Regions from separate parts of the Mus musculus genome. Here regions 2, 3, 4 and 5 are each linked to region 1. Evidence: chromatin contacts called from public promoter capture Hi-C data. All regions are on one chromosome and are shown on one strand. Each heading gives the region's core, a stretch centred on a gene start, on an enhancer-like site or on the middle of the called end of the contact. The rest is flanking DNA. Distances are from core to core; before and after follow the strand shown.

Region 1 (6,256 bases), core at 3,481-5,980:
AGCCAGAGCTATACAGAGAAACCCTGTCTCAAAAACAAAACAAAACAAAACAAAAACAAAAACAAAAACAAAAAAATCAGTGTCTTCTGGGAACAGGCATAAGTTTTTTTCAACTTCCCCTCTAGCCACCACCCAACAGAGGTAGTAGAAAAGAAAGGCTAATAGGATATGGGGGGAGTAGACCTGTTTAGAAATGTTCATTGGGGGCTGGCGAGATGGCTCAGTGGTTAAGAGCGCCGACTGCTCTTCTGAAGGTCCCGAGCTCAAATCCCAGCAACCACATGGTGGCTCACAACCATCCATAACGAAATCTGATGCCCTCTTCTGGAGTGTCTGAAGACAGCTACAGTGTACTTACATATAATAAATAAATAAATCTTTAAAAAAAAAAAAAGAAATGTTCATTGGGGCAATTCAGTCTTCACCGTTCTCAGTCCAATCTACCAGCAAACACCCAATATGAATCAGCAACTACAGACCAGTCAACTTGGCAGACACCACACAGGAATCAGCAAGTGCAGTTCAATCCAGAAGAAACCCTCGACAAGGACGACCAACTGTAGCAGTGAATAGTTAATCTGCTCTGAGCTCCCCTGGTTGACCGTACTGGAAGTTCTCTGGATTTGCAAACGAAAGGACACACAACCTTTATATTTTGATATCCCTTAACTAGGTCAATGGATGGGCTAACCTCACTGTGGCTAATACACATTACCTTCCAGTATTCCTGAGTTAACACTTTCTAAATCTACATTTTATCTTTCCTGCCCTGTTTCCTTCTGGGCAGCCCTCCTACAAGGCCACTTTCCCCTTTACCTACATTTTGGCCATCTTATCCTCCTTCATGACGTGGTCTGTCCTATGCCCTCCTCATGGCAGAATCCCCTATTCTCCCCTCTTTGTTTCTTGCCCAGAAATTCTAAAAGTCCCGTCTTTTTCACCCTGCCTAGCCACTGGGCTCTGGCTCCTTATTGGTCAATCAAAAAGCAATTGAGGACAGGGACCCTCAGTGTCTAGACACATAGATTCCCGTGTGATTTGGGGAGCCAAATTAAGGCAAAGCATTACAACCAATCCCCAACACCAGCCCAAGTCTGCAGAAGCAGCAAGAAGCCACGGGTACCTCATGAAAAGTTGTTTGCTGAGTTTCTCTCTATGAAGTCACCACAGGTGAAGCTCAGCGATGCAGTGTAAGACGAACCAATGCATGCATGTCCTCAGCGAAGACTAGCGGGGCCGATGCAAATCAGTGCTCAAGCTCCTACTGTCCATGGGGATATATGTGTGTGTGTGTATGTATTTATGTATATATTCCTTCTAAAGCGTCACATGTGCTTTCATGTGTCTGCTTTAGCAAGACATCCTTTCACCTGTGTGCCCCAACAAAACATCACTTGACATAACCGACTTTCCAAAGAAACTTGAAGTTTCCACTTAAGCACATGTTTTTATGTTTTCCTAATCTTTAATTTTGGCCCCGTCCTCCAACATATACCTTTTAGGTCTTGAAAGTCATTATTTTCAATCTGAATATTTTATTTTTTCCCTCTTAATGCTGTTGTTGCATGCACGGGTGTGCATGTTCTGAATGTTCTACACACACACACACACACACACACACACACACACACACACACACACACACACGAATGGAGGAGAGACTGATTTAACAAGTTAAATCACAAAAAATTGAATTCTGTCAATATTTTAGACCTCTGCTTTTATCTAATCCACTGAGCTGGACTTATATATAAGACCTGGCTTAGAACAGAGCTGATCTCTGGAGTTAGCCGCTTCTTTTCTGTACTTTCCTATATGCTTTGAGGACAATTCTTTCTATGCATATAGATCCTCCCTTGATGTTTTCTGTGTCCCAACTAGTACTTCTATTTATTAGGACAAAAATGCAGAAATAAAACTGTCCAAATGTGGTGCCCTGCCTTAGGCATGTGGTCAAGAACCCAGTCTGCTAGACCCTCCACGGTTTTAGCCTTCATGGCTCATTGTCTCCTGGTTGCGGTCCAGTGCATACAGCTCTAAAGGTCTCACCCACACTGGAAATAGAGTATTGTCAGCAGTGCCTATTTCCTTTCCATTCGTGAAGAAAAACCTTCTCTAGAAGTCTCCAAACTGTAAGGAACTTGGGGGTGGGGTGTGGGTGGTTTAGTAAAACTAGAATCCTAGAAACGAGGACAAAGGAGAATGAACTGAGCTCTCAATTAGCTAGATTATGACTAGGAGAGTCAATGAGTCACTGATGGGAAACGTTCCTGCATGGATGCAAGCGAGGCTTCCTGGGCAGCTGAGCATGATGGGATATGAGCTTGAAGAAGGCACACGGCTGAGGGGTGTGCGCCCTCTAGGGTCAGACCTTGTGAACTGCTACATGTGGAATTGCAGTTGGCTCCGTGGCTTCATGTTCTATAAACTTTGGATATAAATTGGAGACTCCTGGGTAACTGGGGAAATTTCTTGCTCAATGGGGTAGGGAAGAAATGTCTGACCTCAGAGCATTATCTCTGGGTCAAAGGGGAAGATAACGGAGAATAATATTTGCTCTTAACTAGAGGCCACGAAGTTAAATGTCTTATCAAAAGATGTCCAAAACGGGCAATGGTGGCGCATGCCTTTAATCCCAGCTCTTGGGAGGCAGAGGCAGGTGGATTTCTGAGTTCAAGGCCAGCCTGGTCTACAGAGTGAGTTCCAGGACAGCAAGGGCTACACAGAGAAACCCTGCCTTGGAAACAAACAAGCAAACAAACAAACAATAAAATAAAATAAAATAAAAATCACCCTGTTCAGAACCCTGATACTTTTTCCTCGTGAATTAATAGTTATTCATATACCTCCTCAGCCTTAGTGTTGAAATTAATATTGTCTATTTGAAAACTGTATCTGGCTTGTAAAATTACGTGGGCCACCTCTACCTTTTAAATGCTGTAGTTACCATACAATGTATGTACAGTGAAATGCTTAGACCTTAATTTACCAGTCAATTTTAGGATGCATATAAAGTACCAATCCCTCTGACCTTGTATGTCCATCTCTGTCAGCCCTACCACCTGTACACCAGCAGGAAACACTATACATGTGGTTCCTGTCCCCAAAGATTATTTTGGAATTTCATATAAATGGAGTCATTCAGAAAATACAGTAATGCCCGAAATTAACCTGTAAGCCCCACCTGCCCAAGGACCAGGTAACTTCCTGGAATGCTGGGAGTTGTGGTTCTTGGAATATAATAAAAACCTCATGACACAGTACTGTGGCCTATGGGGTTGTCCTATAAACCCCTGCAATAGATGTCTCAGAGCCACTCAGCTGGGAAGTTCCAGGGAGTGGTCCTGACCAAAGTCCATCTCTTGGTCAGTATTTAATATTTAATAAAGCTTGCTTCAAGTTTGGCCTAAAATGGTGCAATTGGTTTTTTCCTGTTAAATCTCAGGATTAACAACAGTATCTTTATTTTGGCTTCTCACATTCAACATGATTTTGAGATTGACCCACGTTATGTGTGTCAATTGATAAACCTTTGTATTCTGTATTAGTATTTGATTGTATGACTGTGCCATAATTTTGTACTTAAGTGTCCCGATACCAAATGCCTGGACTTGTTTCCAACTTTAACCTGTTACAAATAAACATACTATGAAGGAGATTAAATATTTCATTTGTCTTAGATGCAAAACTAGAGATGAATTACTGCCTTACATAAGAATGCATGATTAAATTTCAAGAAATTAAGTGGTTTTCTGACATCCCATTTATACTCTCACTAGTCACACATACCTTCTCTTGTTACTACTAATCCTATCTAGTATTTGGTCAGTCTTTTTTTTCTTTCTCGGTGGCTGAGTTGTTGCATCTTAATTTGTATTTCATCCCTGATAGTGATGCCTTACCTATTTGGTCTGTTCATTGGTATTTGTATGCCTTCTTTCATAAAGTAGCTTCAAAACTTTTTGTTCAGTTTTTGTTGGGTTATTTGCCTTTTTATTAAAGGCATGAGCCGGGCGATGGTGGTGCACGCCTTTAATCCCATTACTTGGGAGGCAGAGGCAGGCGAATTTCTGAGTTCGAGGCCAGCCTGGTCTACAGAGTGAGTCCCAGGACAGCAAGGGCTACACAGAGAAACCCTGCCTTGAAAAACAAAAACAAAAACAAAAACAAAAACAACAAAACAAAACAGGAATGAGCTCGTCATATATTTTATATACAAGTCCTTTGTCCAATACATACCTTGCAGATTAAAAACAAAAACCCAAAATTAATCCTCTTGCTGCTGCCCACCTCCTACAGCAAGAATTCACAACACAACCCTTATTTACTTTTTAAAAAACACAGGTAAGCTTTAGAAAATACTCGTCTTCGATGTTGATGTATCTGGAAGCTGCCTTCTGCAGCCAAGACCACACCATTTTAAGTTTTGTTTTTAATTGGCAAATAATTGCCTTAGGACCCTTTGGCCGGTTTGGAAAGTTGGGCAAGTACCCAAATACTCTGTCATCTGGTTCATAAATTGTTGGAATGCTGGGCTTCTGTTTCCTGAGGGTGGGGGGTGTCGCAGTAGCTTCTTCCCCAGGGCACACGGACGACTCTGTGGCAACACCTCAGTTTAGGCAAAAACCTTGGGGGATGCTGCGCATGCGCCTAATAGCCTGCTGTTCCCCTCCCCCAACATCACTACCAGCAGGCGGAGGGACGTTGCTATGGCAACCGCAGTAAACGGAGTCCTTGGGCGGGTGTGACTAGAAACCAGCTGCTGTAGCGAACACCTCCGGTAAGTGGGCTCTTAGCCTGGGCCGGGCTGTCCCCATAAGTCTCCCTTAAATCTGGTAGCGACTCAGAGAGCAGTGAACTCCACCTTCTAGGTGGAACTAGTATGGTCCAATTTCTCTGGAACACTTCCCCGGTCCTCCTGTGGTAATTCAACGCAAACATCAGAAGCAACCAGTGCGGGTTAGACATGCACAGCTCCAGCCTGCAGGGAACTGGTGATGCAGGTTAAGAAGCAACCAGGTAGCCAGAGAAGTTAGGTCACCACAGAGGGAAGAAGAAAGCCTGCTGGAAATGTGCCTGGGTCAACAAAGCCACCCCTGCCCACCCTTAGCTGTGAGCCTTCTCAGTGGGCCCTTCTACACTATTTTCCTTATCTGGGGGGGGGGGGGGAATGGCTGTGTTTGCCTCCTAGGGTTCTTGTTAAGATTTAAATGCAGGCCAAGTGTCTCAGGAGTGCAGCTGAACGCTGGTAATAGGCAAAGGCGGTAGGGAGCGAGTGTACAGGGTATTCGTTAGTCATGAGTAGTCTTACTTGCCTGCTTAGTAAGACACCAGAGAAAAGGGGCCAAAGGGGAGTAGGAACAGAGTGGGTGTGAGATGCAGCAGCGATCTGCAACCTCACCACGAAGGGCTTTTGCACCGTGATGAGGGTTTGTATTGCATTCTTCTGTGATGGCAACAGAGTCAGTCACTCGATGACGAAGCTGTAACATAGTGGTGCTCTGGTAGCTCTCTCAGGAATACAAAGGGCAAGGCAGAAAACAGATTAAAAGATTGGCAAGGTGGCTCGATGGGTTAAGGCACTCGCCACCAAGCCGGACAACCTGAGTCCCATCCCTGTCACCTGCATGGCGGAAGGAAAGAATGTCCACAAATTTGTCTTGTGACCTCCACACATGTACCCACCTACCCACAAAGAAGATATAAATAAATGTAACGAAAAGCTGAAAATTTAAAGGTTTTGTTTACTCTTGTTTTATGTGTACGAGTCTTTGTCTGAATGTATATCCGTGTACCACATGTGTGCAGTGCTCACAGAGGCTATAAGAAAGTATTGACTGCTCTAGGACTGGAGTAAAGATGGTTTTGAGCTGCCACAGGAGTGCTGGAAACTTGACCCTGGTACTCTGGAATAACAGCCAGTGCTCTTAACTGCTGGGGTATCTCTCCTCTCCAGCTCCCATGAAAAGAAAATTTAAAGATAAAATGGATTAGAGAAACAGAGTAGGAGCAGAGGGTATCTGCAGTGACAGGGACAGTGAGCCTGGTACTTAAAGAGGTGAGGACAAGGGTGAAAGCATAAGTCTTCATAGCTGGCCATTTGGCAACGCGTCTTGGAAATAGATTGCATGAGGTGGGTGATAGGGAAGGACGAAATATCTAACTGCTCTTCTTTCTCACTTGCAAAATTGTGATATTAGCATCTGCCTTGTATTTTAAAAGCAAGTGAGATCATGTGTGCAGAGAATTTTAGACT
Region 2 (6,256 bases), core at 2,469-4,968, 410 kb before region 1:
ACATAACTTGAAGACTTGGAAAGTTCTTGGCCTCTGAACCTGTCTTTACAGTAACTGCAAGCCTGTGTGGAGGAGAGCATCTGAGATCAGTATGGATGGGCCCTGGGGTATGCACCAAGACCACAGGAGGATGACCCTTTAAAGCTCTGGGTGTGACTGTGCTCCAGGCAGAAGCCTCCAATGCCAGGTACACAATGGCAGCATGGTTTCACAGAAAATGGCTCAGAACGCCCATGAAACTTCAGGACCCACTCCCTAGTACCACATCAAATCTCTGTTCCCCACATTCCTCGTCCCACAGATACTCCCAGGTGCAATGTAAACTACTGAGGCCTCTACTCCCAAGGGCATCAGCGGTAAATGTGGGTGGCATCATTTGCTCCCAGTTCTACAGCCCCAAAAAATACAAGAGCTGTGGAGGCATTACTCTATCCACGTGGATGTCAAACAATGTCCCAAAGAATGTCAAGGCTGAGGCCAAGAAGTACCACAGAGCCCTCATGAGGGCATTGCCTTGTGTACCAGTGGGTATGGGACCACTGCAGAGAGCCTCACCAGGCAATGCCTAGGAAAGCTGTAGGGGAAGAACTGACCAGGACCCAGGATGGTGGAGCCAGCCACCCACAAGCTCTGTGCAACCACAAGACTCCAATGCATGAGAGCTACAGTAGGAGCAAAGCCATACTTCTAGCTCAGCACTGTGTCTGGAAGGTAGGATATTTGCATCACACATGTCATTTGTCCTGTGGGTATGGGATGTGCCATTCCTTTTCTCATTTCTCTTTCCCACCCTGGGAATGTCTTTCAAAGAATGTCCCACTATTGTGTTTTGAAAGTTCACAGTCTGTTATTTCTTCTTTACTTTTTATTAGTTTATGTGTACAGTGTTTTGCCTACATGTATATACCATGTATCACATGTGTGCCTCGTACCCACTGAGGTCAGAGGACCATGTTGGCTCCCTTGGGACTGGAATTACAGGCAGTTGTAGATTCACGTGGGTGTTGGGAATTGAACCCTGGTCCTCTGCAAGAGCAAGAAGCACTCCTAACCTCTCTACTGCCAACAGCCTGTTAGTCACAGGCCCACAGCTTCATGCAGAGGCCTTCATGAGTTTCACCCATTTCTGATTTACTCGATGCCACCCAGACCACTCTGGAAACTTAAGATGTCTGTGCTGACATTTGAATGATTAAATATTGGAGGTTGTTAGGAGGTACGGGGTATGTTTTTCATGTGAAGACATTCTTTGGAGGGGGCAGAGGTAGACTGCAAATGATCCAATATTAGTGGCTAAAATTCATGTAGTTCAAACCTAACTCTCGGTGCAATCTTATTCAGAGGTGGGGCTCTTGGGAAGTGTGAGGTCAACAGAACACACTGTGGATGAGATTAACATCCACACAAAAGAAGACCAAGAAAGGCAGGGTTTTCATCCATTCTGCTGGGTGGGGATACACTGAGCAGATACCACCCATGAGGAAGAGGGGCCACACTAGATACTAAATCTGCCAGCACTTGGACTTTGGGTTTCTCCACCTTTAGAACCGTAGACAGTCCACTTCCATCACTTGTAATGTACCCACTCTGAAGTATTTTGTTGCAGCAGCCTAAGTGGACTAAGACAGGCGAGAAAGAAAAGGTAGTTTAGGTAAAAATAACTGTAGGCTTTTTTTTTAAAGGCACGACACACCTTAAAGTGAATGGGAGATATCACCTGGAGTCAGAGAGTAGTAGGAGTGGTGGGAACAGGGCAGCCTGTCTCCAGGAAAAAAGATAGGGCAGAGGAGAGAACTCAGGACAGCTCAGGCCCCAAGGGCTAGGAGAGAGGAAGAGTTAGCAAAGTTAGTGGCAAAGCCATGGTCCTTCCTGAATGATGGCCATTATGGAACTGGCATACACTCTCCATTCCTTAGTGCAAAGTGCTCTATTTTCCTCAGGATGGATTTTAGACTAAGTCTCAAGAAGCTATATTTAAGGCTACCTATTTAAAAAGAAATACTATAGAAAGAGACAAGGAACAAAGAGGTAATGGGCTTTACCAGTCAAGAGTGACAGAAGACTGCAGTGGTCCCCATGCAAAGCTGTTCTTGGCCTGATTAACAATCTACAGTCACCATGACTGTGTAGCCAGAAGGGACAATTTCTGGGAAAAGCTTGTCTCCAACATCCCTCTTCCTATCACTTTATGCCTTCCATAAGCAGATGTTTAAAATATATATATTTAGAAAAATGGCTAAAAGCAGTTTATTGCTGCTTGATACAAACTGGTTTTAACAGAGGTTAAAAACTCTCTTTTTAGATAGCAATCTCCATCGCTGAGATTGTGGTAAAAGTAAAGGCCAAAGATAAGACAATATTCCAACCAGGACTGTGTTGCTACACACAGAAAAACAGTCACTCCCCACAAGGTGTACATGGCCTCTCTCTCTGGAAATACAGGGTGAACTGAGAACAGAGAAGCTATCTTTTACCCTTCAAGTTCATGTGACCACGTGAGAACAACCCCATGCATGGGTCCTACTAAGATCACTGAAAATACAGAACTTTCTGGAGTGTCCATTTAAACTTGCAGTGTGTGTGCTGGATTGCGTTCTTATATACATCTAATCTACCCTACTATCCTCCATGATCCTTTAAAATGAAAACTGTTAAAATCCTCACACCTGACAGCAAAAAACCAATCCTCTATTTTAGATCCTTTGGAATAGCAAGAACAAACCTCAGCATTCTGGACGGCAAACCTGAAGGAATATATATACATATGTAGGTCTCAACAGAACCAGTGGGGTCAGCATCTGGAAACTGTAAGCTTACCTGTCACAGCCTTCATCGAGGTCTTGACAATCACACAAACAGGCAGCCACGTGGTTCTTTTCCCCATTTCGATCTATGTATTCGCAACAGCACAGGGGCTCCAATTCAGGTTCTTCGGTTTTCTTTTTTTTGACTGGCTTCATATTGCCCTTTAGTGTACGGATTTGTACCTGTCACCATGAGGCATAAGAAGCTCACAGAAGGTAAAGGTGGCAAGAACTCAACTCACATCCTGTAAACACATCCTTGCTTCTCATTAACGCCAACGCCTGAGCAATAAAAAAATGAAAAGGGGGGAAGGGTCCTGCTTTCATCAGGCTTTTCGGGCTCCGCGTGGCCTGACAGGAGGGTTCCTTGACTTCTGGGGCTCTGAGCACCTTCCCCTCCCCTTCCCAGCTAGGCTAGCAACATCTGGGCACCAGCCGTTCCCATGGCGACAGCCGACCACGCGGCCCGGGACAGCAGAGCTAGGGCGGCCCAGTTCACCTGAGGGTGCCGGCTCAAAGGGCCGGGCTGTCCCCACCCCAAGGCTGCGCGCCGTGGAAACTCACCCTCGCAGGTGCAGGCAGCGACGCCCTGGCGCTGCAACCACCCACCGGCCCGGGGATGCCAGGAGCCCCAGCAGCCCCGAGGTCGCCCGTCCAGCCCACTCCGAACCCGCCGCTCCGAGGGCGTGGGCGGGCCTGGAGAATGACCTTGGCGGGGAAGTTACCTGCCCTCCCGACAGAGGCGGGGACCGGGAGGAGGACCGACTCCCCTGGGCGCGGCTGAGCCTGCGACCCCGCACGGCAGGCTCGGGAGTGCCGGGCGGAGTCGCCCACCTGTGAGCACCGCCGGTGCGCGCGCCTGCCGAGCGAGCCAGTCGCCCCCGGTCGCCGCTCCGCAGGTCGGCGCGCGCTTCCGGGTGCCCCGCCCCCGGCGCCGGGATCCCGCCGCCCGCACGTGCGCCGCCTGCCCACGAGGCCCCTCCCCCGCCGCGCTCCGGCCGGGCCACCTCGCACCTGCGCCGGGGCCCTCGCGGTGCCGCCGGGGTGCGGGATCGGACCCCGGCGCTCGCGCGCCGCCAGAGTTCCGCCGGTCGCCTGCGGTCCTCCAGCGCCGGCAACAGGCGTTGGGGTTCGATCCGCACCTTGGCCGCCTTCAGAGGTGCCACCCCACGAGTCGCCCGCCTTCCCTTGAGGCCCGCTGTGGACCCCAAGCCCGGCTTATCCAACTTGTTCTCGCTCGCGAGTCCTGGAGGATGGAGCTGCTTTCCAGCCAGGCCTCGGTGGTACTTTTGATTCAGTAGTCTGCACATTTGCAATGAAATTGCCCAAGAGAGTCCCCTCTGGGTTTGTATTGCAGCACAAATCTGTAAGAACTATGGGCCTACGTACAGGTTTTCCCTACCCCAGGCTTTCTAGGTTTTGGTTTGGTTTTAAGCAGAAACAGAAGAAAAAACGACAACTTAAACATTTCCGGTTTTATTGAAGTCAATCCATACATAACAGATTAAGATCTCATTAATTCTACGTACATATTTAGTGTTTTATCTACAAAGTGACGTTGGTAATCTTTGAGGTATATGGTGAAGTGCTTTAAGAGAAACCACAAAAGCATTCACTTTGACAGTTAACATTTTTCTAAATTTAACAATCTGAAGTTTCTAATCCAGTCACTCAAACTCACAGCCAGAGACTTCCTATGTTCTTATCACAAACAAAACAGAACAGAACAGAACAGAACAAAACAAAGCAGAACAGAACAGAACAGAACAGAAGGTATTACTCCGAAGCCCCCTGCCCCAGGGAGATTAGTTAGGATTCATGAAGAGAAACCCTTCCCTTTAGCCAGTATTTTTATTCCCTACAGGCGTCTCAAAAACATTGTTAGCAATGACATTTGGCTTTGGTGACACTGAGGGAAAGGAAACATTGACTAAAGGCAATGGATATTCAATAAAAATAAATATATGTGCGTGTTCTAGAAAGACAGCTAGAGAACAAAACAATAAATACGTCCTGAACATTTCCTAAATCCCGGGGGACGCAGCTAATTTCAAGTCAAGTCGCCAAGTCCTTATTTTCACAAACCACTGGTGCTGACACAAGTGCCTGAGTGGTTTTCCCGAGAGCCCAAGCTTGCGCCTCTCAACTCCGGTCAGCTTGCATGCCCCCCAGTCTTTATTGCTGAGTGCAAGTTTGTGTCCAGCTTATAATTTGCCAGCAAGACAAGTTAGCTGCTACTGAAAAGTGATTAATTATTTTCTACCTGATGGGCCACCTCTATCATGGGTGTTGCTAAGCTGAATCTAAGCATTACTCATGGACTCAATTTGATCTGTCATGGAATGCCCAGATTTTATAATAATCTTACGACTTCTAAAACTGAAAGTAGTTCATTATGAGCATTGATGTCCTATATACTTCCTTCTCCTAAATTACTGTTCAGTCTTTTTGATATATAAAGGATAATCTCACCTTTGGTACTTATACGTACATACATATATGCACACACATATGTATATATATGTACATGTATATATGTGTGTATATATATACATATATATCCCTTCATTCAGATACAACATGGCCAATGACTCTTTCGGACATACAAAAGGTCTGACCATTGGCCTTGAGGCCAAGTCAAGGAAGGCACTGTAAAATTTAAAGATACAAGCCTGGAATGTATGCACTTGGAAAACGATCCTTTAAGGTGATAAATGATTGAGGGGTTTCTTCTTACCTTTTTAGGCTCTTAAACTCAGTTACAAACGCAGCCCCCCACCCCCACCCTGGGCACACAGGGACTCTGTGCTAACATAAATTTAAAGGATCAAGTAGCAAGCCTCACTATAGAAGAATAGCCATCCTACCCACAGTGCCTTCCTTCCCCTTTTGTGTCACAGAATTTCAATTCCAAAATATATTTCATGGTTCACTGGAGAAATTCACAGCTTAAAAGTATCTATAAGAAGTGAAAAGATAGAGTCTTAAGGCTATTGGAGAGTAGTCATTGAGTAAATGTTATTTAAATACAGCTTTCCTGGTAGAAATCCTGGTAATAAAAATATCAGAAATGTCCTTATGACAGTGACAGTCTTCATCCTCCGATTCCTTCCAGATGTTGCCTTCTAGGTCCAGATGTCTCTTTGGTTTCCACATTTCAGCACTAGCTCTCCACAGCCACCCCAGACTTGTTCTTATTTAGTAAATCAAAGGTTTTTTGAAGCATAATGAGTGAGCTCTTCAGCTGCAAACAAAATGATCAAGAATCAGACTTCAATTTTTGCCAATTACTTTACTCCAAAAGATATATGAGTATATGTATAAACATATAATGTATGTATTTGATTCAAACATCTATGATAGATAGATAGATAGATAGATAGAAAGATAGATAGATATAGATATAGATATAGACATAGATATAGATATAGATATAGATATAGATATAGATA
Region 3 (6,256 bases), core at 2,311-4,810, 370 kb after region 1:
ACAAGACAGAGAATCAGAAAGGGGAAAGAAAAGGACAGTCTAACTGGCTAAGGTCTAACTACAAATTAGTTTCTTAGATCTCATTCCTGCTTCTGTCATGTGTTACGTGTGTCTTTGGAAATTTCACCTAGGTTTTTGTTGTTGTTGTTGGTTTTTTTTTGTTTGTTTGTTTTTTTTTTGTCTAAGAAAGGGAAAATGTAAAATGGGAATACTAAAGATATTATTCTACACAAGGCTGTGGAGAGAATGAAATAGGGTAATACTTAGGAGGGCTCGACTTTGGATGTTAAGCGTAAGGGCTTAGCAAGTGTTATTTACTGTGACCATGATCAGTAAGATCTAGAACTGATTCTTAGCAACAAATAAAGCATCACTAAAGTTTCTCTATGTATGCAAAGGGTGCTACCACACTAACTAGGGCACATGCTACTTGTTGGATATTACTCATACTTTGTTTTGATACATTCATGTCTATTTTGTGCATAATTTGTAAAATTATAACAAAATGGTTAGCTCTTATATAATAGACATGTAAATGTATAATATATAAATGTATGCATACATGCATACCCATAGTATATGTAAATGATGACATAGTGTCAGTAGAAGTAAAATTTGTCAAGATAAATACCAGCGTAATGATAGGATGTGAAGGTAGACACATATATAGTGCATCAGCTGCATCCTTCTTCTCAGGGCTGGGCAGACACTTGACACTGAAGTGCATCCTGGGCCCTTCCAGATTGAGGAGTACTCCTGAGCAGAAGTTGTTCACTTGAATAGCATTGAAGATAGATACGTAATTTTTTGAGTAAACCAAAGGTACACGTTTGTGGTTGTCACAGTTTAAAGGGGCTTTAGCTAACTTGCTAAGCCTTTAGCTTTTGGCAACCACACTATTGGCCTTGATCTACACTATTCCATTCTGTTTCATGTTTTCAAATCTACACCACCCCATTCTGGATTTTATTTTCTTTTGCCCACAAATTCCTCTATTCTTAATAGATAACAGTGAGAGAAAGATGGAGGGTTTGTGTTTCTGCTTGAGCAATTTCTCTCTCTTGATCTCTCTTCATTCTTCTGTCCTGGTTTCTGGGATCGGGTACCAAAAAGTAGACACAGGGAGAAACTAGGACCTTGAGATTTTTCAGAGAGAAGCGTTTACAAGATGCACACGTGCCTCTCTTATAGTGGTCATGTTCGTTGTACATCTTCAGAGAGAACTGAAGTGGTAGTAAGCTTCTGGGGCCTTAATGTAAATACCTGTTCTCCTTAAGAAGAGAAGGTGGGGCTTGGGAAAGTTGGGTTGTGGGACTTGAGGGCAGAAGGTGTGAAGAAGTAGAGAGACAAAGTAGACTCTTGGTGAGCCTACTTTATGAACTCCATGGTGTGGAAGTTACTGAGTCAACTCTTACACAGCTGGTTAAAGACTGTGATTTGTTCTCAGATGAGCACACAAGGAGAGAGTCTGAAAGATCACTGCTTGAAGGGGTGGGTGGGGCTGTGAGGGGCAGGGCTGTGAGGGGATGGGAGCTGAACCTGAAGAACTCAGCCAGGCCATTGGCAAGCATGAAATCCTTTGATTGGACACTTAGAAGGTCTCTGAAGCTTAGCTTCAATTTTTTTTTTGTTTTTTTCGTTTTTTATCATTGTTTGTTTTATATCATTAAAACAAATGAAAGTAACTTAAAACAAAAGTAATTAAAACAATTTCGAGGCTGTGAATGTGGCTCAATTTATAGTGTCTTGCCTAGTATGCATGAAACCATGGGTTCATCCCCAGGACCACATAAACTAACTGTGGTAGCACATGGCACAGTATAATCTCAGCATTGGGGAGGTGAAGACAGGAGAACCAGGAGTTCCCAGTTATCCGTGGATACACAGAAAGTTTGAGTCCATCCCATCTCAAAAATAAATAATGAAGAGAAGAATAAAAAAAAAAAGAAAAACAAAATTAAAGAATTTGTTCTCTCTCTGCTGTGTGTGTGTGTGTGTGTATGTTTGTGTGTGTACATGTACATGCCATCGTACAAATGTGAAGGCTGGCTATGTTATCTCACTCTACTTTGATGTAGTTGCTGGGGACTGCAATCAGGTCTACAGGCTTGTGTGGCAAACACCTTTACCTACTAAGCCATTTCGCTCCCCTGATCATCAAAACTTTTTGATGACATGGACAAAAGCTCATGCCATTATAATATCAAATAGAAAAGAAATACAGACACAGCTAAGAAAATGAACCAGTATCATTGAGGTTGCTTGGCAGAGAATTAAGCACTGCTCAGATTGTCCTCAGAACCTACAGTGTCAACAGCTTCTTGTGATGGAAAAACAGTATTTAAATTTAAATGACATGTCTTCAAGTCTTTCTTTCTCTTAAGGATCTTATCTCCTTGTTCCTTTGAATCAGAATGGTGCACTGAGAAAGCTTGAGAGGTGGAGGAGGGTAATATATAGAGTTTAATGTTTGGCAAGAGGGAAGAGGGAATTGCTAACTTTGAAAATTCGTGCTGTTTTATCTTTTTTTCCTGTTGACAATGTTTTCTTCCTCTTCCTGGAGCATTTTGCTCAGGGGTAGGAAATTCTTACCACAGAGGTTTTTTGGTTTTTTTTTTTTTTTTCCTTCTTCTCAACTGTAATCTAAGTTTATACTAACTAGTAACATTACACAGAATTTTTCTGGGAAGTTAGACTCTCAGATCTATGACAACTCAAAGGCGGTTATCTGTGACTACAACAACCTAACTCCTCGAAAGTCAAAGAGAATGGAAATTCAGTACTGAGCCTCCCACAGAGGTCTGCGACTGAACGTTCACTGATGTGGCAAAAGGGACTATGTGAATGTAATTAAATTAAGGATCTTCGGATGAACAGACAATGCTCATTGGACAAATTAATCGCAAAGGACCTTGTAAGAGGAAGGCAGAAGGGTCATCATCAGGCGATCAGCTATGGCAATGGAACACAGGTTAGAATGATGTCCGATGGCCGCAGGCTAGAGCGCAGAGACATCTGGGTGCTGGAAAAGGTCGTGTCTCCAGAAGAAGCAAAGGCCTGGCTACGCCTTGATTTTAATCCCATATCATGACGTTCAGACTTTTGACTCCCGGGCAGTGCATTAGTGCTGTGTTTAAGCCTCTCATTTTGGGATTGTTAGGGTAATAATAGAAATAATAGAAAATAATAGAAAAACGCATTTGATGCTCCCAGCATTATGTGTGGGGTTCCAGACTAGATAGTAATCTCACCATGGCATTTTCAAGTAGAAATATTTATTCTGCATTAAAGACTGAGGAAGGGTATACACACTATTATTATTATTATTATTATTATTATTATTATTATTATTATTATATTGGAGAACTTTCCAGAAATTCATTGTGGTTAGGAAATTTACAAGCACGCGGCGAAAATCGATCGATAACCCTCTTCAGTTTTGAATGGAGGTTTAGACACATCCATCTGTCTTGGGCATGTTCAGAGCCTTACTGTACAGTTTATCTGTGAGCAGCAGGAGAAGAGAAAGAGCCAATGGGCTGAAAGTAACCCACTCAGTCAGCTTCCTCTGTCTTTGCTTCACGGTTCTGCACAGGAAATCCATTGCTGTGTCAAGTCCCAGAGAAGTTTCTTCTCTTCCAAGCCAGACTAAAGCACGCGAGTGGAAGGAGTTGGCAGGCAGGACGGGGCTGCTCCCTGCGGATGGGTTAAGAGGTGCGCTACCACGCAGAAGCCAACCCGAGAGAAGAGGGATCCGGGTTATGGTCACTGCTGCTCCCTTACCTCTGAGGAGAAAAAGTACCGAGTGAGCGGCGGAAAACCAGAAAACCGAAATGTTTTGCTTTTGGAGAACTTCTGCCCTAGCAGTGCTCTTAATATGGGGGGTCTTTGTGGCTGGTGAGTCTGAAATTTTTTGGGGGGTGTGGGTGGGGAGAATGACTAAGGGAGGAGAGACCTGTTCTGCGCAGCATTTAAGCCTTGTCCCTTTTCGCTGGGTAACGCAAGCCAATTTCTGTTGTAGAGATAAGGGTTGCTCCAGATATGGGTTACCTTGTCACCTCTACTTTCTGCTTTGTCTGATTTATTTTTGCTTTGTGTTCTATAATGTCCTCCACTGTCGCTTCCTCATCTCCCCTCCCCCTTCAGGACAGGTCAGGATAAATTAAACACATATTCATAGCAATCAAAATGACATGGGGGTCTCTGTATCTTCTTCTTGGGGAAAACCAAAAACCAAAAACCAAACCAACAACCAGCTATCATCTCTGGTCTCCCTCGCCAACAGTGTAAGTTGGGAACGTATCTTTTTTTTTTTTTCCTGACACTTTTCGTGACTGCAGGCTTTACACATACAGTTACACTGGTGTATCTGTGATGTATATTTGCCTTTATCTTGAAGATATGTGGGCTACAGGAGTCACTTTCTGAATCAGGAGGTGCACGCCTCAATGTCTGCAGTTTTGTAGGAGTTCAATAGAATTTGGGGCTACCGTGCGGGTGTCCTGATTTCACTGTAGAAGGGTGGTGGGAGTTCGTGTAGGAGGCTTTTTCATGTTTCACTTTTAGTAGCTGCAGTAGCTACGAGGGAACAACAGACTTAGCTCTGAAATGTATAGTTTAACAATTTAAAGGAGACACGGTATTTCTTTCCTTTCACCAGAATTCCTTTAAAAATCACATTTTGGTCTATCTTCCAGAAAGAGAACATCACATGATAGTCTTACTGGTGAGCACACGTAAGATAACTATGATCCACCACTGCACCCTTCTGCTGAGAATTTTCAGTTATCTGTTCTTTTTGATGTGCATAGCAAGCCATTGAGGTCAGGATGGAAGAAAGCTCCGTTTCACATAGCTAGAACCTAAGCTTAGGGCGGTGAAGTGCTTTGTCCGCAGTACTTATTTCCATAAGCACCACAAAACATTGGAGTGTGCAGTTTACCCGGATTGCTTTTCACTGAGAGGCACCCATTGTAGCACAGCTGAAAACGCTAAGCTAATTATTTGTTTATAATTTGAAGGGGGGGGGAGTGTCCTGAGTCTTTCAGTAGTTGGGCTTCTCTAGAAAGCCTTTAAAGTCTGTGCAGGATCAATTTGACAGGGAAAGCCCAGTCAGGTTGTGTCAGGTTGTGTATTAGTAGATCAGACAAAAAAGCAACAAAATGGAAACATAGCAGAGTTTGAATTTTGAAAGCTGAAAGGTCCTCCCCCCCCCACCCCCCCTCCCCCAGATAGGGGTTCTCTGTATAGCCCTGGCTGTCCTGGAACTCACTTTGTAGACCAGGCTGGCCTTGAACTCAGAAACCCACCTGCCTCTGCCTTCCAAGTGCTGGGATTAAAGGCGTGCATTGGAGACACTACGTTCTCCAAGTCTCTGAAATCCAAGCTGGCATCAGAAAATCATCAAACGTTTAGAATGCCAATCAGTAAATTACTTCTTTATACACATGCTTTGACATGACAAGTTCACCAAGAATGACTTAGGATTGTGAGTTGAAAGCCAGCCAGGGCTGAGACTTTATGGCTTCGCTTAGTGCTGCTGCCGACAGGAGTAGCTCCCTCTGTGTAAGATCCATTCGCACAGGAGAGAGGGCAGGGCATCAGGGTGAGTGATAGATAGAATGCTCTTGTTTTGCCTATTTACTTTTAAATTTTACTTTAAACTTCAAACCCTGTGGTGTTTATTTAATAAAGCACCCGAGGGGAAGTTAACAAGAATCTAATCTTGTGCGTGGCTGAACGACCTCCATGTTCACAGACTGTGGCTTTTCTTTCTCCTTATTTTGTCCCATTGTCTTCAAAGTTCTTATGTTCAAATTATAGTTTCATGTCCTGATTGAGATCACCCCACCTTTTATTGAAGTTGCTGGTTTTGCCAATATGAGTTGCTAACAAGAAAAAGGAACCAACAATCCTCTACTGTTTTCTTCCCTAAAAGAATTTTGACTCATTTTCCTTGCCTTCCACTAGGGGGCAGGTACCAACAGGAGGAGACACACTGAGCCCTATAGAGATTAAATGCCACATCAGAAAAGCAAGGAACAGGCCTCATCGATTTAACCCCTTTCTTCCTTTTTAAAGTTTGTGCTAACTATACATTTGCCAGTTAGCATAACACATAGGTGTGTTTTCCTTTGGACATTAATGTTCAAGATTCTGGCGAATAAGAATACTAAGAGGTGTGTGTGTGTGTGTGTGTGTGTCTCATGTGCAAGAATGCTGACTAAAAGTTCCCAGCAATCTAAATGAGGGAGAT
Region 4 (6,256 bases), core at 2,587-5,086, 350 kb after region 1:
CACACATTTCTATGGCAATATTGTCTAATTTTGTAATTCCAACAACACTATCCACTAATAAAAATGTCCTCTTCAAACTGTAAGAATAGAAAGAAAGTTAATGGCAATGCAGGATATAGTCATTCATCTGTCTCTCTCATACTAGGAACTTCATCCTGTAGTCTAGTAGGACTCAATGCAGTTGCTGTACTCCAATAACTAAATTTGTCAAATACCAGTTTATTTCAATAAGAACATATTAAACCGAGACTTGACACAAGTATAAATGAGACCTCCTCCTGTAAGACCTTACAATATCTAATGGAAAAAGGAGACAATATCAAATTATTATATTTTTTTAAAGATTTGTTTATTTTGTTTATATGAGTACACTGTAGCTGTCTTCAGACATACCAGAAGAGGGCATCAGATCCCATTACACATATTTGTGAGCCACCATATGGTTGCTGGTAATTGAACTCAAGACCTCTAGAAGAGCAGTCAGCACTCTTATCTGCTGAGCCATCTTTCTGGCCCAAATTATTATAATTTTTAATATTAGTTTAATTTTGCATCATTTATATGTAAAGCTGTAAATAAAATGTTTATATAGACACACATATTTTTATATATTACATATATAGTTTTTCAAATTAGTGATGCTGAGTTCAAATCCAGAGCTTTTTAACAAGTTAGGCAAGTACTCTATTACTGAGCTATATCCCTAGTCCTTTTTTTATGATTACTTTTTTACACTTCAGAAGCCTAACATTATTTTCCTCTAGGTTGTGTGTTTTTGAAACATGTTATTGCTTGATTATGTATGGAGACCAAAGAATATATATAACATTTTTCAGAGTCTGTGATGATTGAATGGACAGAGTTTACTGAATTTTATTTAAATCAATTAGCTAACAATTTTCATTTTCCAAATTAGCCAGCTAAGAGCTTGTTTTTTTTTTAAAAAAAAAAATGGATGAACTAGCTGTGGAATACTATTTATAGTTTCAGCTTGATAAAATAAATGAAGTTAAGACTCCGTTGAGCTAGGCAGAAGCTAAAAAGGCAGTGTATACCCTGGTTCTCAATATTCTAGAGTTATACAAGGATGAAGCGCACCTACAAGTAAGGCGTTTAGTATCTGCAGTGTCTGTCATGTTAGAATCACCTTGACCTTTTAAGGTGCTTTGGGGTCAAATGTCTAACAATGGTAAGAAAAAGAATGTCCTTACTTATTTCGTTCCTTTAGGTAAGTCTCTACCATGTCAACGAAGTCTTCGGGTGCTCTATAGCCATACCCTGGCATGTCCACCAATGTAAAATGTTTTCCAACTTTGAAAAAATTCATTTTCTTTGTGTGCCCCTGATAGAGTAAATGGAAAAAAAAAGCTGGCTTAAAATATATCCTTTATTTCATGCCTAGAAATGTTCATGAACCTAAGTATTCAATCAACAAATACTTATTAAAAGTTGAAGTATATATTCTGAACTACTGTAAATACAAGGGGGAAAAAAGGTGGAGAGAAGTAGCCACCAATGATTAAATCATAATTAAATCTTTTCAATTTTTCAAAAAATATGCTTAGCTTAAAAACTTTACATTTCATATTAGAAATACACAGACAAAATATTTTAGGATCTTTCCTATTTTGCTGTCTGTGAAAACCACCCAGATTAAGGCTGTGTTTGCCATCAGCCAATTCTCTGATGAGCAATGTATACAGAGGAATAACTTAAAAGTGCTGATCAAACATTTATTCTATCACAAAGATTCTTATAACACCCAGATCCGAAGTCTGACATTCATCCTCTGCAGACTAGTGTTTCTGTAAACCAAGATGTTTTTGCATGTGCAGTTTAGTGTCCTCATAAATAATTTTTAAAGAATGTACAACCCCACAATTACAACAGTGAAGTTAAAATTGATGCAAAGATAACACAATGTGGCTACTTGCGCTTTTGCATTCATGAAACACGTAGGAATCAGAAAAGGAAAGACAAACTAGAGTCAATTGTTTGGTATAAAATATCAAAGGAGAGGGCTTTTCGTAAGCGATGATTAAGTTCTTGGTTAGCGTCTTTGTCTGTTAGAAAGTGTTTTTAGAGTTGTGTATTTGAGAATGAAAAGAATACACCTTCTCTATCATTCTCTTATACAAGAGTGGGATTCGTTCTGTCTAGAATTCACCGTTTAGCTGGCTTCTGTGGTGAGGAGGAAGAGTGGTGAAGGATGGAATCCCTGTGATGAAACCAGAGACGCTACTCCATGAAGTGGGAAGGAGAAAGCTAGCTTCATGAAAGGGCTTAAACTTTCGCGGGTGAAACAGTGAGGGTCACAGCTGGTGGAAGTGTTTTGTCAGATGGACACTAAGGTAAGTGGGGCCAGCGGTGAGATTTCGGAAAAGGTTCTTTTAGGTACCAGTTGGCTGCATCAATGAAAAGGAAGGAGAAGAAGGAGAGGATAGCAGAAGGGCAGAAGATCAGAGCTATCTGTGAAGAAAGGCACAGAGTGGCCTTGGGTAAAAGAATACACACATCTGGAATATACACAAGAATATAGAGGACAAAGCAACTTAAACCCTTTTTTCCCTACAACCAATGTAGAACTAGACATTCATTATTATAGAAGAAAACAGCAATAAAATACTTAACTTTGTCAACTAAGGAAAAATTTAGAACAACAATGCTTTCCTTTAGATATTGGCAAGACTACTAAAATCAATTCAGCTATACTTTTGTTTTTCTCAGAGAATATACAGACATTAATGATGTCTTACCTTATTACATATTTTTTAAAAAAATTCTTCTCTAGGAACTTAGCAATTATGATCTCTTGCATCTGCCAATACTTAGGTCTCATTTTATAAATTCAAGAGATACCCAGCATACCGGTTTTTTTGAGATCCTGACTTCTACATCAGGGGCCAGGGAAAATAAGGCCTTTATCAAAGAGGATTTTCCAACATTGCTTCGGCCTATGAAACACACCTAGTATGAGAGAGAGGTAGGGAGAATGGAGTACTTAGTATTCTCAGGGCTGAACAGTGGCTTATTTATTACATGTTGTACTTTCGGGGTTGGAGACGTGGCTCAATGGTTAGGTGCGCTTGCTGCCAGAGGATTGTAGTTCAAGTCCCAGCCAGCACGTATGGCTGCTCCCAACTGCCTGAAACTCCCGTTCCAGCGAGCACTGATGTCTTTTTCTGGGTTCTGAAGGCAACAGGCATGTGGTACACAGACATACATGCAGGCAAACCCACATAAACTAAAATGAAAATATAAAAGCACGGGCGGCTCTTCCGGAACACCGGAGTTGGATTCCCAGCACCCACACTGCGGCTCACTGCGGTCCTCCACGGGCACCGCACACGAGTGGCGCATCCACACGGAGTGTTTTCTTTTGCTGTTACGAGCTCTCTCGCTGGGTGACAGGAAATGAGCACAGGCCGACTCAGGCTCTCGCACCTACAGTAGACCCGGCGGTCAACCTCACCTCCGGCTGCTGCAAACTCGGGGCGTGGTCGAGGCGGACGGCGGAGCTGAGGTACTCGATGCGGTTCCGGGCGGTGGCCTCAAAGATGCTCTCCGCCCGCCCGATGTCCTCCAGGCTCGGGTCGAAGAGTCTCTGTTCGATAAGGCCAGGCCCCGAGTCCGCGGCGAGGTGCTGCCCCAGTTCCCGCAGCGGGTACACTACCTTCGTTAGCTGTTTCTGTGGCAGCCTTAGCACTTCTGCGAAGGCAGGGGACGTGCTGTAAACCCGGGTCCAAGGCCCCAGTGCTGGCGCTTTCTCAAGGAGCCTTCCCATTCTATGACTCAACCTAGCCGCTGCCATTTTCCTCTCCCAGAATCCTCGCGACTGGATTTTATTAGTAGGGTCTGGACAGCGCCAGACAGAAAGCTCGCTGCCGCAGCGCCTGCTGGGAATTGTAGTTTTCTAGGGTCTCCTCACCTGCTCAAGCTTCTCACCACCTCCGGGCAGAAAGGGGGAAACCCCACTGACTTTCTTTAACACCTTGGCTTTACCAACTATGTATCAGATTGGCGTGTTCTGGTCTTCAGCGGTTTCCAGATGCGAAAAACTTACCTTGTCCTGTGATCTTTGAGTCTCAAGGGAAGGAACCATAGGGACAAACTAGTGGATTCCAAGCCCGCTTTGCCTTCTGTTTCCGGTCGTTTTATCGTCGATTGACATTTATCATAAGTTCACGTCACCGAGAAAAACACGTTTGCAAAATTAAATAAGCTGGTGAGAAATGTGGTTGGAATTGCAACTCGTTTTCAGAGAAGGGACGGTATCTCTCTGACAGGCAGAGCGTTGGAGCAGCAGTTGAGAACTGACAAAGATCCATAAACCAGAAACAGAACTGGGAACAACTGGAGTCCTTTGAAGCCCCCAAATACACACCCCCTTCCTCCAATACAGTCATACCTTCTAATCCTACAAGGCCCCACTTTCCAACCCTTTCCAAACAGTTCCCTAAACTCGGGAGCAACTATTCAAATGGCTCATGGGAGCCATTCTCATTTAAACCACCACAAGCATTTAATCATTCCGTGCCCTGTCACTCCATTATTTTCTTTTTAAAGCATCTGCATATAGCAGGCACATAAACTTTAGAGTCAACATATGCTGTGTTTTCCATGGACACTTGTAATCAAACTCTTCCCTAGTCTCTACTGTAGGCAGAAGATCAAAGAGCCAGAGCCAGGTTGACTCCATGACAGGCTGTAAACTGGCAGTTTGGGAGTCTAGGCCTATTTCTGTTTCCCAGAAATGAGGACCCAGATTCAGGAGCCCATGGCCATCCAACCACAGCTGCAGACAGCCAATCCAAGGGTGCCTTACCACCTTGGAAAGTCCCCAGAGCCCTAACAAATCACAAAGGACTCATATCCCTGGAGATAGAGCCAACTAATCAAGAAAAAACAAAAGATAAAAGACACCCACTGCCACCCTAACAGGCTTTAAACTGACCCTGCAGAGCACACACTGGTGTCTCCATTCTTAAATGGAGCGACCTTTGCATGCCGAATTCTGCTGAAAGACGCTCTTTGCTGTTGCATATTATTTGAGTCTGGGGTCTCATTCTCTGGGGGTTCTCAGACCCTAACATTAGCATCGTGTTCCCAGTCCTCCTTGTCTCTCACCTAGATTATTGGCATAGCTTCCAAAATCTAGCTGTGTATCATTGCTTGTTTCTCCTTCAGGTATATTCCCAATGTAATGGCAAACATGATCCTGTTAAAATGCAAGTGAAAATCCCCAACATCTTCTAGTCTCAAATGTAACGTAGCCCACTGATGTAAGAAGCAAATATGCCCCTGTGTTGCTGCATATGCCTGTCTGGAATGCTTCACTTCCAGATATTATTACACGCCTTGTTTCTTTCCTAGTTGGGCTGTTTGTGATCATCCTTCAGAAGAAGTGGCTTTGATTTTGAGAACTGAAGCAGTTCATCACAGAGTTAACACATAAAAAAATTTAGTATGATGTAGACAGGTATTACACACTTTGTATATAATCCTTATAGGCACTTGTTTGTTTGTTTGAGTTGGTTTGCTTTTGAGACAGAGTCTATTACATAGGTCAGACTGGCCTCAAATTCGTGATCATTCTGTCTGAGCCTTCAGAGTGATGTACTACCACACCCAGATTTAGAGCTAAGATTTTTCACTAAAATTCAAGTGACTGAAGTGCTGTGACTATATTCTGCCAGGCTTAGCTGATAAGAACAGGAAGAAGGTTGGTAGATCAGTGAAGAGATTTTGCCATTCTTACAGATCATCACAGTTATTTTTCCATTGTTGTCTGTCTCTGAAACGAATGACTGATTCCAAATGACCCTGAACGATGTAAATCCAGTAGGTATCAAGTTTAGGGATTCCATCTGATCCAAGAAGAAGGTAAGCATTGTAAGGCCGAGGCAGGTAGACAGAATCATGGATATCAGAGAGTCAGCAAGTTCAGAACTCACAGAGATCAAGTGTTTTTGGTTTTTGTTAAGTATAGAATAGAGTTTATTCAGGGCATGGGAAATGGGGAGGGGAGTTGAGAGGGTAGTAGGGACCGAGAAAGGCAGAGAGAGAGAGAGAGAGAGAGAGAGAGAGAGAGAGAGAGAGACAGAGAGAGAGACAGAGAGAGAGACAGAGAGAGAGACAGAGAGACACACAGAGAGACACACAGAGACAGACAGAGACAGACAAAGACAGACAGAGACAGAGAGACAGAGATGGAGAGAGTCAGAGAGTCAGAGAGTCAGAGAGACAGAGAGAGAAA
Region 5 (6,256 bases), core at 2,409-4,908, 330 kb after region 1:
AACGAAGAACAATGTTGTTAACTAAAAATAAGGGAGCAGAAAGGTAGTCTCATTTGAAGTTATCCTCCTCTAGTGGCCCATAGTGGTATAACATGCACTGCGGTGAGAGAAATAGGATTAGAGCCTTAATGAAGAGTCCTGAAAGTATGTGCCTCTGAATATACTGCCTCATAAGATCAGAGTGTCTCTCTCTCTCTCTCTGTCTCTCTCTCTCTCTCTCACACACACACACACACACACACACACAGTCTTCAGTGTTTTTCTTTGTTTTTTTTTTTTTTTAGTATTAAAGCATTTTTTCCCTCAACATTGTAATAATTTCTCAGTTTTAAAATAGAAAATAAAAAGTCAATGAAGAAAAAAGTCTGTCTTACTGATGAAAACTGATCACTGTTACTACCCTTTAAGGATTTTCTAGAGCATTCCACATGTATAAATGTATAACCTCAACAGATTACAGTTTTCTAAACTCCTTTCGAAAATATTTTAGGGGTAGGCAGTGGTGGTGCACGCCTTTAATCCCAGCACTTGGGAGGCAGAGGCAGGCAGGTTTTTTAGTTCAAGGCCAGCCTGGTCTACAGAGTAAGTTCCAGGACAGGCAGGGCTACAAAGAGAAACCCGTTCGAAAAACAAAAAACAAACAAACAAAAACCCCATATGAAAGGAAACGAAACCAAACAAAGGGGGAGGGTGGCTCAGTTCAAATCCCAGCAACCACATTGTGATTCACAATCATCTGTAACGAGATCTGATGCCCTCTTCTGAAATGTCTGAAGATAGCTACAGTGTACATATAATAAATAAATAAAATCTTAAAAAAAAAAAAGAAGAAAAGTCTTAGGGGACTGGTGAGAGGAGCCCATAGTTGGGCACACTTGCTGCTCTTGCAGAGGGCCTGGGTACAGTTGTCAGCACCCACATGGTGGCTCACAAGCATCTGCTACTCCACTTCCACGGAATTCAAGGCCCTCTTCTCACTGCCATGGGCATCAGGCAGAATGAAATGCACTCTCTTCTCTCTCCCTCTCTCCCTCTCTCTCTCTCTCTCCCTCCCTCTCTCTCTCTCTCTCTCTCTCTCTCTCTCTCTCTCTCTCTCTCTCTCTCTCTCTCCAGGCAAAACACCAGTAGACATTGGATAGAATAAAATAAACTCTTTAAAAAACCTACCATAATGTAACATATAACATTACTTATTATCTATTTTAATATTATTTATATTATAGATATTATTTATATTATATATAAATATTGCTCATATTTATTTACACTTAGGATTTCAAACCATTCTCAAGTATGGGCTTTGGAACAATCCATGGGAACTAGAGCAGCAGGCCTTAATGGCAGGGCCTATCATCACCCTTAGCCAATACAATTCCATTTTTAATATTTGCTTTAAATATTTGATATCAGCATAAAATTCTTAGAGGGAGAAAATTCTACTATCAAACTATTAGAAAACAACAAATTTCTTACAAGGTTATAGTGCAATCACTATAATTTCCTATTTTCTGCTTTCTTGCTATGTAGTCCAGATTGTAACCCAAACTCAAGGAAATCCACTTTACCCAGTCTGAGTGCTAAGATTACATGTGTGAAACCAAGCCAGGCTTATTTCTCATTTTAAGGAATACAAAAGAGACTGTGTATGTGTGTCTATATATGAACACGCACATGCATGCAGTAACAAAGGACATCATTTTTTCTATTTAATAGTACCTCACAGTTATTGTAATACTCATTTCTTGGATTATTAAGGTATGTAAGGTTTTACATATTTGGTGGCCATCTGTGTCTATGAGTCCTTCTCTAGAGTCTACAAGTTTTCCAAGCATGACTTAAAAACTATCCTGTACTTCTTCCATGTGCCCAGTTCCTAGAAGCTTCAATTTCAGTATGTATTGCTCATAGAATATAGAACACCATTCCCTTCTCTCTATTCTTCATTATGACCGTGAATCTTCCTTTAGGAAAACACAGACCTCTCATTCTTTCGTTCCTTATCTCTATCATTGCATCACAAATATATCTCTGTCTACAGCTGCCTTATCTTTTCTTTCTGGCTCATAATACAGCTTTTTTAATGTTCAAGTGGATTATTTTACTTAAACACTTGAGTCTATCTCTCCTTGTCTCTGAACAGGGGGAGATATTGCAGGATGCTATTGTAGTGACTTTGAACATGGAGGATGTGGACATGTGCCAAAGAATGCAGCAACCACTAAAAGTCTGGAAAAGTCAAGGAAACTCTTCTTTAAAGCCCTCAGAAGGAAACAGCCCATTAAACAGCTAATTTTAGCTCAGTAAGACTGAACTGGGGCTAGGAAGGCGTTTCAGAGGGTTGGGATGGAGAAGGGATGCCTCTGGGGACTGATCACCAAACACTGAGTTCCAGGATCAGCGGGAGAGCCTGACTCAGAAGCAAAGGTGGGTAGTGGTAAAGGAAGACCCTGACCACTACCCTTAGCCTCCAACGTGCACACACGACACATCTCCAACTAAAATATCTTCTGTCTTCCACAAGTCCAGAAACATTATGTTGATTCTGTTAAGTCTGTGGTAATATGTTACAGCCCAAATAGGAAACTAACACACAGGTAATTTGGTAGTGCATTAGAGGGGCATTTAAGTCGTTATGGTGTGAGGATAGTTTACGAAGTGTTATTAAAGATAGTGATCCCAGAGCTGACTGAAGAAGTGAGATTGTTTCAAAATGGTTCAAATGAAAGAGCAATTAAGCTGGGCAGTGGTGGCACACGCCTTTAATCCCAGCACTTGGGAGGCAGAGGCAGGAGGATTTCTGAGTTCAAGGCCAGCCTGGTCTACAGAGTGAGTTCCAGGACAGCTAGGGCTATACAGAGAAACCCTGTCTCGAAAAACCCAAAAAAACAGAAAAAAAAAAAAAACAAAAAAACAAAAACAAAAACGAGCAATTATCTGTAAGGAACACACAGGACAGAGAGCATCTCAGTAGGGCAAGATTACTTGCGTTAAATACGTCTAGTAAGAGTAAAAATTTGTACAGCAGGCACTGTTCTAAGAAGTCTTTACCCCCAAGCACACTGAGGTCTGAAGAAATTACCTTTTTGGGATAATATATGGTAATCCGCAGACATAATGAAGCAACTTGGCAGTCTCACTTAATGCCCACCAACTGCTCCTCTCCACCCTGCGAAAGAAACCTTATGAACAGAAGCAAGAAGGCCCCAAGGACTTAAAACGAACAATCACCAGTAATCAGTGATCAGAACCAGCAGAGCCTGGAATATTTTGTCGGAGAAAATGACGGTGATAATGGGTGGTCAAGACAACCTCTGGGTTTTTTGTAATTATTGAAGTTGAGCTATATCCAAGCTATATAGTTTTCCTTGACTACTCCAAATAAATCGTGACTACGTGACGAATGTCACATTTGCTGATATGATGCGAGTTCTTCTTTTCAAAATATCCGAGTAAGAGTTAAAAGGCTGGGCCTCACTCGGATCCATCAGTAAAATGCATAGCTTCGAAGTTGCTCTAAAAATGTAGGAGCCTCAGAATACTCTAACACGTTTCTCCTTTCCCAGCGGGTCTAACGGGCCGTGACTCCGCCCCGGGGCGGGCCCCACACCTCCGGCCCGCCCCGCTCCGCCCTCGTCCCCTCCCTCCCTCCCTCTCCTGCCCAGGCCGCTCAACTCGCTCACGCTCCGCTCGGCCTTCCCCGGCCCTCCCACGCCGCTCGAGATGGCCGCTGCGGTGCGGCCGGGTGCGGAGCCGTGGAACCGCGTGAGGATCCCCCAGGCGGGGAACTGCAGCACGCTGACCGTGCGGGACCCCAGCGCCACCCTGGGTGAGTGTGGCCGGCAAGGAAGTCCTAGCGTGTCTCCGGGAACCGGCGGGCGGGCTCACGTGGGACGGGGTGGGACTTCCTGAGCGCGGGGCACGCCGGGAAGGGGAGCGCCAGGCGGAAGGTCCGGCCTGGATAGTGTGGCATGAGGATTGCTGGCAAGCGCCTGGGCTTCGCCGTGACTGTGCTGGAACAGGAGAGCACGACTAGTCCCGGCCCTGCATGTGTAGCCCCCAAACGCTGCCTGGGTCCTGTGCTGTCCCCAAGGATCGGGGCTGTCACCCAAGTACCGTACGCCGGGGCTTCGGACCTCCGGCTTGTCTCTAAAATACAAGAGCTCGTTTTCCCCTTACTGGGCGAGGGAGTTACTCTGGTCTCTCGGTTCTTCTCAAGTGGGGAAAAATGAGATAGTTAGAGCAGTTTGTTTAGAAAACAGGGACTCGCAAAGAGATGTGTGTGGGGGTGGGGTCTGTGTTGTGAGTTTTAATTTAGTTTGTTAGTATATATGCTGTGGAGGTGTTAACCATATAAGAGGGATCGGGCGATTTGATTTACCCGCTCCCAAATCACGGGCCGGCTCTCGTTTGGAACGTTCTTCCCATGATCCTTTAGAAAAGCCTATTGGGTGGGTGGGACGAAAAGATGGGCCCATGCGTATGGCCAAGCCGAAATGAGGATTCTCAGGATTCACGTGGTAAAAAGCGAGAACCAACTTCTGCAAGTAATATGTTCTACATCTCCCCCTGGATTTAATGCTGTGCTACAACCCCGACCCCCCCAAAACGTAATAAAATATTCAAACCTAAATATTATAATGAGGTGGGGGTCTTTCGAATTGTGAGTTAATACCTGGGTTGCCTTAGTTTTTTGTTGTTGTTTTTGTTTTTTGAGACTGAGTTTTCTGTGTAGCCCTGGCTTTCCTGGAACTCACTCTGTAGACCAGGCTGGCCTTGAACTTAGAAGTCCCCCTGCCTCTGCCTCCCCAGTGCTGGGATTAAAGGTGTGCGCCAGAGCGAGAGCAGCCTACCTAAGCTTGAAGGATGTTTAATCACGAAGGGACATTCAGCTACCGGGAGACACAGCTACGAAATACTGTAGTTTTCACGGTTACATCCAACTTTTTGTTTTTGAAGCTGCTTTTGGTCCTATGACTGTCAGTTACTTTTTGTTATTTCTAAGACAGGTTTTACCCCAGTCAAAAATGGGGATAAAAAATAGTACCAGCTTCTTGGCCATATTGGGGAAATGAAAAGGTTGATACCACGAAGCATTTGTAACAGTGCCTGGTTTGACAGTCAAATGACCGTAGCTGTCATTACAGACACATTTGGTAATTGTTAACTAAGTACAACCTATCGAGTATTCTCACCCCTCTTCCCATCTATCTTTCCTACGCAGTTTTAAGTTCTTTCTAATTCCTTAGTCACAATTTTAAAAACAGATTACTATGGGAAATTCACCAACTCCTCATCACCCAGGTAGCTGATTTAATTTCTCCAGATAGGACAGAGCTTTTCACTTAGAATGCTTGTGTTTCCTTTCTGAGCCACCAGATGGAGCCTGACGCCTGCTTCCCAGCTGCTCATGTTCCGATTAGGAAACATTTGTATAACCATTCAGTTACATAATACAATTTCCAGTGGCCCTGGTGGTTTCTCTTTTCTGGATGTAGTTTCCCATTGATATCCACAGAGGATTGGCTCTAGGAATCCTTCCTTATAAAGAAATGTGTACATGCTCGAGTCTATATAACATGGTAGATAGTATTTGCAGTAGGACCTATCTTTCTGTATACATTAACACTATCTACTTTGCTTATGAAATCCTATACAATATGACATTACAGATGGAATTTTGGGGGGCTATATTCAGTGTGAGGTTGCTTGAATACACAGATGGTGCTCACAGGTAGAGGGCTGAATGTATTGTATATTCTTATCAAAATGTGGTATTCATGGGGCAGGAGAGATGGCTCAGTAGTTAAGAGCAGACTGCTCTTTCAGAGGTCCCGAGTTCAGTTCCCAGCAACCACATGGTGGCTCACAACCATCTGAAATGGTGCTGGATGCCCTCTTCTGGTGTGTCTGAGGACAGCTACAGTGTCCTCATAAAATAAGTAAATCTTAAAAAAGAGAAAAAAGTTGTATCCAAATACAGTTCCTTTGCCTTTGAAGGCTGTAATTGTATGCATGCTGTCTTGCTCACCTGCAGAGCAAAGTGAGGGGTTTATAGATAGATGGAACATGGCCAGGCTTTTTGATATTCGGGGTGTAAGTGCACACCAAATGATAGCTGTAAAAGCAGTCTATTACTCACAGTCACGGTAAAAAGTGATGTAAAGACAGACACATGTTAATATTTAACACATGTTCCCTTATTGATCACCTGCCCTCATTTTTCCAGTGTCTTTCGTAGAATCCTTAATTTTTATAG

Evidence for each region. Promoter capture Hi-C pulls out the DNA fragments that hold promoters and counts their contacts.
Region 2: a contact with region 1 is called in a promoter capture Hi-C map of liver, with 2.4 times the contacts expected there. The contact joins the promoter of Zdhhc23 here to the promoter of Cfap44 in region 1. A contact is called at or near these places in 7 of 39 promoter capture datasets (the 3T3-L1 cell line, hippocampal neurons, liver and 2 more).
Region 3: a promoter capture Hi-C map of stem cell-derived epiblast-like cells shows a contact between it and region 1, with 4 times the contacts expected there. The contact joins the promoter of Cd200r1 here to the promoter of Cfap44 in region 1. A contact is called at or near these places in 8 of 39 promoter capture datasets (cranial neural crest, frontonasal cranial neural crest, hematopoietic stem and progenitor cells and 5 more).
Region 4: a contact with region 1 is called in a promoter capture Hi-C map of cranial neural crest. The contact joins the promoter of Gtpbp8 here to the promoter of Cfap44 in region 1. A contact is called at or near these places in 5 of 39 promoter capture datasets (cranial neural crest, embryonic stem cells, liver and 1 more).
Region 5: a contact with region 1 is called in a promoter capture Hi-C map of stem cell-derived epiblast-like cells, with 5 times the contacts expected there. The contact joins the promoter of Nepro here to the promoter of Cfap44 in region 1. A contact is called at or near these places in 23 of 39 promoter capture datasets (the 3T3-L1 cell line, 3T3-L1-derived adipocytes, the HPC-7 cell line and 14 more), 3 of 484 Hi-C or Micro-C datasets (cerebral cortex and embryonic stem cells), 10 of 115 datasets of contacts at active chromatin or transcription factors (astrocytes, differentiating embryonic stem cells, embryonic limb bud and 6 more) and 1 of 9 other capture datasets (adipose tissue).

What each region holds. Positions count from the first base shown.
Region 1 is chr16:44,390,069-44,396,324 of GRCm38.p6, forward strand. Cfap44 (cilia and flagella associated protein 44) reads left to right here and starts at 4,731. Exons shown (of 35, transcript NM_001033247.1): 1 at 4,731-4,780.
Region 2 is chr16:43,976,091-43,982,346 of GRCm38.p6, forward strand. It overlaps Zdhhc23 (zinc finger, DHHC domain containing 23), which reads right to left and starts at 3,719. Exons shown (of 5, transcript NM_001007460.2): 1 at 3,369-3,719; 2 at 2,818-3,086. The coding sequence starts at 2,960. Gramd1c (GRAM domain containing 1C) reads right to left here. Exons shown (of 17, transcript NM_001359085.1): 17 at 4,260-6,048. The coding sequence ends at 5,968. It overlaps Gm46552 (a long non-coding RNA gene), which reads left to right and starts at 3,783. Exons shown (of 2, transcript XR_001781930.1): 1 at 3,783-4,148.
Region 3 is chr16:44,762,176-44,768,431 of GRCm38.p6, forward strand. Cd200r1 (CD200 receptor 1) reads left to right here and starts at 3,561. Exons shown (of 7, transcript NM_021325.3): 1 at 3,561-3,897. The coding sequence starts at 3,834.
Region 4 is chr16:44,742,527-44,748,782 of GRCm38.p6, forward strand. It overlaps Gtpbp8 (GTP-binding protein 8 (putative)), which reads right to left and starts at 3,837. Exons shown (of 6, transcript NM_025332.3): 1 at 3,473-3,837; 2 at 2,869-2,967; 3 at 1,212-1,342; 4 at 1-77. The coding sequence starts at 3,811.
Region 5 is chr16:44,720,643-44,726,898 of GRCm38.p6, forward strand. Nepro (nucleolus and neural progenitor protein) reads left to right here and starts at 3,659. Exons shown (of 9, transcript NM_145972.4): 1 at 3,659-3,826. The coding sequence starts at 3,721. Gm30445 (a long non-coding RNA gene) reads right to left here and starts at 21. Exons shown (of 2, transcript XR_003951853.1): 1 at 1-21.